Linked DNA regions of Canis lupus: region 2 is linked to region 1. A link is a contact called in public Hi-C data. All regions are on one chromosome and are shown on one strand. The core of a region is the stretch at or near the end of the contact, and the rest is flanking DNA. Distances in the headings are between cores, read along the strand shown. Region 1 holds the start of RNF150 (RING finger protein 150). Region 2 holds the start of ELMOD2 (ELMO domain-containing protein 2).

What was found. Hi-C and Micro-C count contacts between places; a contact is called where the count stands out from the background.
Region 2: a contact with region 1 is called in a Hi-C map of blood, with 3 times the contacts expected there. The contact joins the promoter of ELMOD2 here to the promoter of RNF150 in region 1. A contact is called at or near these places in 2 of 9 Hi-C or Micro-C datasets (amygdala and blood).

The regions. Positions count from the first base shown.
Region 1 is chr19:2,534,307-2,538,537 of UU_Cfam_GSD_1.0, reverse strand. RNF150 (RING finger protein 150) reads right to left here and starts at 1,535. Exons shown (of 8, transcript XR_005373859.1): 1 at 992-1,535. LOC119864426 (a long non-coding RNA gene) reads left to right here and starts at 900. Exons shown (of 3, transcript XR_005373860.1): 1 at 900-1,091; 2 at 2,930-3,316.
Region 2 is chr19:3,040,876-3,045,175 of UU_Cfam_GSD_1.0, reverse strand. ELMOD2 (ELMO domain-containing protein 2) reads left to right here and starts at 1,613. Exons shown (of 8, transcript XM_038564578.1): 1 at 1,613-1,754; 2 at 4,107-4,135. The coding sequence starts at 1,613.

The sequences.
Region 1 (4,231 bases), core at 286-2,785:
CAGCAGCTCTCCCTGCTCTGTCCCCCCCAGCATCCCCTCTCCTCCATCCCCCCAGCACCCCTCTCTCCTCCATCCCCCTCAGCACCCCTTTCTGCTCCGTCCCCCCCAGCAGCCCTCTCTGCTCCGGGACCCCCAGCAGCCCTCTCTGCTCCGGAACCCCCAGCAGCTCTCTCCGCTCCATCCCCCCCAGCAGCTCTCCCAGCTCCGTCCCCCCCCAGCACCCCTCTCTTCCATCTCCCTCAGCACCCCTCTCTGCTCCGTCCCCACCCCAGCAGCCCTCTCTGCTCCGTCCCCCCCAGCAGCCCTCTCCGCTCCGTCCCCCCAGCACCCCTCTCCGCTCCATCCCCCCCAGCACCTCTCTCCTCCATCCCCCCCAGCACCCCTCTCCGCTCCGTCCCCCCAGCAGCCCTCTCCGCTCCGTCCCCCCAGCACCCCTCTCCGCTCCATCCCCCCCAGCACCCCTCTCCGCTCCGTCCCCCAAGCAGCCCTCTCTCCTCCGTCTCCCCAGCACCCCTCTCTCCTCCATCCCCCCCAGCACCCCTCTCTCCTCCATCCCCCCCAGCACCCCTCTCCGCTCCGTCCCCCCCAGCAGCCCTCTCTCCTCCGTCCCCCCAGCACCCCTCTCTCCTCCATCCGCCCCAGCACCCCTCTCTCCTCCATCCCCCCCAGCAGCCCTCTCCGCTCCGTCCCCCCAGCACCCCTCTCCGCTCCATCCCCCCCAGCACCCCTCTCCGCTCCGTCCCCCAAGCAGCCCTCTCTCCTCCGTCTCCCCAGCACCCCTCTCTCCTCCATCCGCCCCAGCACCCCTCTCTCCTCCATCCCCCCCAGCAGCCCTCTCCGCTCCGGGACCCCCGCCCCCAGGAACGCGGAGCAGCGGCACCTAACGGGTCCAGGGCACCGAGACGCGTGTCCCGCGCGGACTTGGGGGGCCCCGCGCGCGCCCCTCGTCCCCTCCGCTCCCCGCGTGGGCCGCGCTCCGCCGGGCGCCTACCTGCGTGGGACATGGTGACGGTGTCGTTGGTGCCGGAGCCCACGTTGAAGATGACCACGGCCGAGGCGTTCTGCAGGAAGGCGTTGCGGATCTTGTCCCGGTACGTGCAGTTGCCCTTGGGGATGAGGGCTATCCAGCTGCGGCCGCGGCCCGGGGCGGCGAACCTGGTGCCGGGGTCGCAGGCCAGGCGGTCGTGCGCGGCGCTGGCCATGACCACCTGGCCGCGGGCGTCCTGCTTGGGCGAGTGCTCCCCGTAGCGCCCGCACTCGGAGCGCTCGCTGCGCAGCTCGGGGCCGCCGCCGCCCGCCGCCCCGGACCCCGCCCCCGCCCCCGCCCCCGCCCCCGGCCCCGGCCCCGGCCCCGACGCCGGGTCGGGCGCGGGCTCGGCGTAGGTGATGTTCACGAAGGCGGTGTACCACTCCTCCTTCTCGGCCACCGTGAAGTCCAGGCACAGCAGATGCACGAAACAAAAGGAAAGCAGCCATGTTGAGAGGGCCAGGCTGCGGCACGCCTGCACCAGCGACCGGGCCATGGTCGCGCGCCGCGCCCCCGCCCGCCCGCCCGCCCGGCCTCCGCGCCCCGCCGCCGACCGGCCCGCGGCTCGCGTCCTCCGCCCCGCCCCTCCCCCTCCTGCCCCTCCCCCCGGCGCTCCTCCCCGCCCCTCCCCCGATGCTCCTCCCCCTGGTCCTCCTCCTGCTGCTCCTCCCCCTCCTCCCCCTCCTCCTCCTCGCGCTCCCGGGTTGCGAGCGCGGGTCAGCCCGGGCTGAGCCGAGCCGAGCTGCCCCGGAGCCGGGGGCGCGCGGGCGGGGGGCGCGCGGGGAACCGCGGAGGAGGCGAGCGGCCGGCGGGCGGGCTCCCGGGCGCGGCTCCCGCGGGCTGGCGGGGGCTCCGGGAGCGGGCGGCCGCCCCCAGGCCGGTGCCGCGCGGGGGTCCCGGCCGCCGGGCGCTCGGGGAGCGGGTCCCGCCGCGGCCGCGCGCCGTGGGCCCCTCGCCTGCCGTCGCCGGGCGGCCGCGCCGGGACGCACTTGGGGAGGCGGCCGGGGCCGGGGCAGGCGGAGGGAGCGGACCGAGAGGAGCGCGAGGTCCGTGCGTGTCCGTGTGTGTGAGCGTGTGTGTGTGTGTGTGTGCGATGTGTGCGCGCAAGGAGGAGCCTGGAGTGATGTCGAGGATCCTGGGCGCCGCTCGCCGCGCTCCCCCGGGCTCTCCTGCGGGGCGGCAGCGACCTCTGCCGGGTCCCGGGTCCCGACTCACCTCTGCGTGCACCAGGTGCGGGCGGGAGGGGAAGCGGCCCGACCTGGGCGCGCGGGCGACTCCCAGCGCCTCAGATGGAGCCGAGGGCGCGCGTGGCGGGCGCAGCCTCCCCCGGGCGGGAGGGACGCGCTGAGCTCCGACTGCAGGACGCGGGGCCCAGGCCGCGGCCCGTGGCTCCAGGGCCTCCCTGAGCGCACCCGGAGGTTCGGCGCTGAGCTCCGACTGCAGGACGAGGGCTGGCGCCAGGACGCGGCCGCTGGCTCCAGGGCCTCCCTGAGCGCACCCGGAGGTTCGGCGCTGAGCTCCAACTGCAGGACGAGGGCTCAGGTCGCGGCCAGTGGCTCCAGGGCCTTCCCCAGCGTACCCGAAGGGTCGGGGCTGAGCTCCGACTGCAGGACGCGGGATTCAGGCCGCGGCCAGCGGCCCCAGGGCCTTCCCGAGCGCACCTGCAGTGCCCAGGGCAGCGACGGCCCATCCAGGAGGGGGTCCCAGCAGCACGCGGGGTGGGGGGCACTCCAGCTGCTGGCCCGGCCACGGGAGTATGATCCACTGCACCTGAGCCACAGCACGGTCCGGGGCGGGGGGGGGTTGCTGCCCATGCTGGGCTGGGGGCCACTGCTTTCGGGTATTGGGTCCTGGCACTCCAAGAGGCTTGGAAGCAGACATGTGATGTTTGTTTCCTTCTAGAACGGATGTTTTCTCTATAAGAAAAGAAACCGAGTGAGCTGTTTTCTCACTGCGTTTATTCGGGTTGTCAAGCCTGGTGGTGTCAACAGGCAAGTGAGGTTTCTCTGCGTTTCCCTCTATAGGGTGTTCCCGGGTTGGAGACCGGTAGTGCAGCGCCCGCAGAACGGCCTTCTCCAACCTTCTCCAAGCCGACACAGCCCCTTAACCACTTAAATGCTTAGACGCTGCTGCCCTCCACACCAACGGATTCCTGGGCTTGAGAGAAGTGCCATGGAAGGGCTCGGAGAGAACTCGTGGGACGGTTCTTAATCACTCTCACCTGGCATTCTTTCAGAGGACCTGGGACTCAGTGCTGAAGACAAAAGGCCACATTTCCCTAAGATCTTAGTATGTTTACAGCTTTCTGTCACCCACAGCCTCCCCCACCCACCCACCCAGCACAGCTTCTCTTTTTCCAGCAGCCGCACAAACAGCTGGTGGCTGTTGGGGGGAGAACAAGGAGCCTCCGCTTTACCCGAATTAGAAGCAGGCGCAAGAAGAACTACTTAGGAGAGTTGGTCTCTATGGTTTTTGATGTGCTGGTTTTATGTTGTTTTCCTGACTTACTTATTTTAGAAAATAGGCTTCTAGGCAATCGGGACGGTGCTTTTTATATAGTACCTAGTGGTACAGGGAGGCAGCCGCGGAGCCTGCCTGGCTGCTGGTCCCCGAGCCACCAGAGATCTGAGGGAAGAGTCCATTGGCTGAAAACCCCCAGCTGGGCTCTGTACAGATGCCTTGGCAAACCAAGGTGGTTCCCCAAACCTCTCTGTCTCTTAGCCCTTTTTCTCCAGCCACAACACTTGGGGAATCTTTGTCCTTAAGAATGCATGACTGCCAGGGCCCCTGGTTAAGCAGCGACCTTCAGCTCGGGTCATGATCCCGGGGTCCTGGGATCCAGCGTTGGGCTCCCTGCTCCACAGGGAGTCTGCTTGTCCCTCTCCCTCTGCCCCTACCTCCACTCATGCGCGCGCTCTCTCTCTCTCTCTCTCTCTCAAGTAAATCAAATATTTGGAAAGAAAAGAATACATGACTACTGCTTATCCTTTTTTTCTCTTAGAAAAGTAGGAAGCTAACGAAGCAACAGGGTCAAGGAGCAGCATCTCAGCTGGGAAGTAGATTAATTACAGGGACATTAGGCAAATAAGTAAAATACTGAAGGGAATGGGAGCCGTGTTTCTTAGTGTTGGAAAAAATGTACAAATATGGAAAGAAAGAGAGTTCTGAAGAACCTGAGATGTTGGATTAGTTTAGAAATGGGTG
Region 2 (4,300 bases), core at 364-2,863, 510 kb before region 1:
TTGAGGGATCTGGAGCTGTGGGGTGGCTAGCAGTAAGTTATTTCTCAATGGAACTTGTCCTTTGGACTTACATTGCACTCTCCCCTTGTTCTTTCTCCTCCAGTTACGCTGGCCTCGCTATTTCTCCCATTGATTCAAGGCCTTTGCACTCGCATGTCTGGAATACTCTCCCTGCAGATACTCTTAAATTTAAGACAAAGCCCAAACTTTACTCAACATTACTCAACATATAGAGCTCTCCCCCCGCCCTTTTTTTTGGCGGCGGGGGGGGGGGGGCAGGGATAGCATGGGTAAATCATTAAACCTAAATCCCGATTCTTCATCCTTAAGGTAGGACTATTAGAATTACTTTGCAGGATTAAGATTAATTGCAGGTCAAAGTGCTTTTGCACAATCGGTGCTACGAAAGTTCCCGAAAGCACGCTGTTTCTCCCGAGCGGGGAGTGTAGGAGGAGCTCACAGCTCCCATCAGCGCACACCCCCGGGGTTTAAGGGGACGAAGGTGTCGGTACCTGGAGAGGCCGACCGGGTGGCCGTTGCCAGGGCAACCGCCGGGCGTCCCCGGACGCCGAGCACGCGCGCCCGCGCCTCCGCGCGCCCTCCTCCGGGCGCCGGCGATTGGCGGAGCTCCGGCCAATCGGCGTGGCGGGAGCGGCGCGGGGGCGTGGCCTCGGGGCCGGCCCTCCCTCCCCGACTTCCGGGTCGCGGTGCTTGCAGGGAGCGCCCCGCGAGCGGCGTCGTTTCCGCGGCCGGCCGTCTGCAGTTGGGGAAACCGAGGCAGCTCCAGCTTCCCCCGTTCCCCCGTAGCTCTTCCGCTGCTGTGAGGTGGCTGCTGTTTCTCTTCCTCTCGCGCCGCGCTGCTGCGGTGCGGCCGCGCCCGGCGGCGCCCCGAGGAATCCCGCGGGGCCGCCCGGGGCCGGCGAGGCTTTGTGCGAGTCCGCGCGTCCCCGCCCCGCCCCCCGCCGGCAGCGCGCCTGCGCGCCCTGGGCTCGGCCGGGGCCCTGGAAGGGGGGGCTCCGCGCAGCGGCTCCCCGGGGCCCCGCGCTGCCTTTGTCCCGGTGCCTTCGCGCTGGAGCCGCCGGGAGCGGGGAGGGCGGGGGGGACGAGCCGCCGCGCTCTCCTGCGCGGGACGGAGGCGATGGAAGGAGCCCCGGGCTCCCAGGAGCTGCGGCGGCGCGGGCCCCTCGCAGGTGTCGGCGCGCTCGCTGGGGCCGCTCTGGCCCCGGGCCTGCCGAGCCCTCCGCCCCGCTCTTCTGCAAGATGCGCACGTAGGGGACGGAGCGGAGCGGAGCGCGTCGTGGGGGTTCTGCAGCCAGTTCCCAGATGCGGCGACCCGTCGGGGCCTGCACTGCCTAACGCCTCGCAGCGCTGCTTCCTGCCCCGACGCCCGACCTCTTTCCCGCCTCCCGCCTCCCGCATCCCGCATCCCGCCTCCTGCATCCCGCATCCCGCTGCGGGGCCAGCCCAGCGCTGCGACCTGAGATGCGCAATCCGGGATTGGAGCAGTCGGATCACCTGCATCTCTCTCTTTTTTTTCTTTTAAGATCTAATTTAAGGTCATTAAATCTGTCATATATTTCCTTCTCTAGGAAAACAATCAAACAAACACACCATGTTTATTTCTTTGTGGGAGTTCTTCTATGGGCACTTTTTTCGGTTTTGGATGAAATGGCTCTTACGACACATGACTGGCAAGTGTGAACTGCAACGGATTTTTGACACCTATGTAGGTGCACAAAGGACGCACAGGATAGGTAATGTCATCTGAAAAAGAATACATCGATTTTAACTGAATGAATCTTTTTTTTTCCTCCCCTCCCCCCTCCACCTCCATATTCACAGTGACAGACGTACTCGTTTGTGTATCCTGATCAAGAAACAGTGATTTTATTTTATTTTTATATTTTATTTTTTATTTTATTTATTTTATTTTATTTCATTTTTTATTTTATTTTTTATTTTATTTTATTTTTGTACTTTTTATTTAATTTTTACTTTTTAATTTTATTTTATTTTTATTTTATTTTTATTTATTTTTAATTTTTATTTTATTTTATTTTTATTTTATTGTTTATTTTTTATTTTTTTATTTTATTTTTTATTTTTATTTTATTTTTTACTTTTTATTTTTTATTTCTTTATTTTATTTTTTTACTTTATTTTTTACTTTATTTTATTTTTATTTATTTTATTTACTTTTTATTTTATTTATTTTTATTATTTTTTATTTTTTTATATTTTATTTTATTTCATTTTGTTTTATTTTTTGACATTTGAAATCTAGCTTCGAATGATTCCAGCTCTAAAACGATGATTTTGTAGAGAGAGAAACATTATGACTCCATTCCACTTCTGTGCAAAGAATGATCTTCTCTGGCACCCCCAAAATTCGTCAGTTGTACCTTACATTATGGCTACGACCTATTTTCCAGAAGAAAAACCTCTCCCATTTCTAGGCCCTTGGAAAAATCTTCCCTTGAAATGATGGGGGAAGAGGGAGTATCTGAAATCTAGATCCATTTTTATATTCAGAACCTTTCATCGGTCTCTTAGTCTTTAATGTAATTCATGGAAGAAAAGTAACAGGTATCCAGTGATCCCTGGTAGAGACTTACCCTCAAAGTCTGCACTGACCAGTGTCATGGCCGGTTGTCCACATGAGGCTGATGGGCCCTGGAGATGGGATTGATGTGGATTGAGATGTGTGGAAATATAAAATACACCCTGGGTTTCAAAAACTAGATTTAAAAAGGAATGTAGAAATACCTCATTAGTAATTGTTTATATTCATTCTATGTTGAAATGGTAATATTTGGGATATAGCGGGTTAAAATCTATAAAACTTCTGTGTTTCTTTTATTCCAATGGGGCTACTAGAAAGTTATAAAAGTTACACACGTGGCTCACATCTTGGGTCGCGTCCTATTTCTGCGGAAGAGTAGCATTCTCTTACCTTTCAAATTCATCAGCTCCCAATGCTTCGTTGAAAATATATCGCTTAAAATTAGAACACAGAGGAGTGAGAAATCTGGTAGAGGAGAGAGAGAACTCTTGGACCAGAGTAAGGAAGACCAGGGATTGGCCGCAGTTCATGTTCACTGTGTCACAGGGAAGATCATGACTTAACTAAATCTTTACTCTTTTGTGTCCAACGAGTGTACTTCAACTAAGAACACCCCGGTGAGATCTGGGGAGTGGGTGTCTGTATCCAAGGCAACGTGGGAGGAATAAGAGAGAGAAGGAGGGAGTAAGCCTCAGGGCAGCTGGATGATTGAAGTTTAATTACTTCCCTAGTTTTTTCACAACTTCGTGGCCGACTTCATTTCCTGCCTGCTCTTTTGATTTGCCCTTTTGGCTGCTCTCAGAACAAAGTACCTCTTGATAAGAAATCTCAGCAGTAATGGTTTACATTTTATACTATGGGGTAAGAACATAGGCATTGCTTGGTGGTAAAACCATTTTTCTTGAATGTTTCAAATTGCTGAGAATAAAGAGACTTGGTAAATGTGCCAGAAAAAAAAAAAAGTTTAAATAGACTAAGAAAAAGCTCTAGTCCTTCTTGAAACAGAAGACAGGAGTGGAGAAGCTATTTGTCTGGTTAGAAGATAGTTGGCCAATATAATCTAAGTCTCAACATTTTTGCCCCTTTGTTGTCATATGATTCAGTCTCTGGCTCCTCAAATCTAAATGCTTACTCCAGAAGAGCTACAAGTGAAGAAAATGTAGTAGAGAGCACTTTCCTTATAAGTTCTTTAGATGAGTTTCTGGGGCCTAAGCTACTGGGAGGCAGCCAGTGAATGAATTTGCAGTGATTAGTAGACCCTTGGGGATTCGCACAGAAACATGATCCTAGGAAAATTAGGAGGGTCTCACCTCTTTGGCTGTGGTGTGTTGAATTGAGTTGAGGGTCTTGGAATCATACCTAGCTCCCTATACTATGCGGATAACATTTAAAAATGTTTGCTATGTTACACATGAAGAAATTTTATCTTCTGGTGCTATTGATTTACTACTGGCTTGATATTTATACTCTTTGTATATCGAGTAATTCACAAACAATATTTAAGTGGTAACATTCTTTTTTCTTTTTTTTTTCTTTATTTCAGAAAATTCCTTGACATACTCCAAAAATAAGGTAGGATTATACCAAAGTGGTAATTCTAGAAAACTTAACCTGGAGATATTTTTAAGAGAATGCCTCCATTTTAGAATGAATTTTTTATTATTATTATTATTATTATTATTATTATTATTATTTTATTTATTCGTGAGAGAGAGAAAGGCAGAGACACAGGCAGAG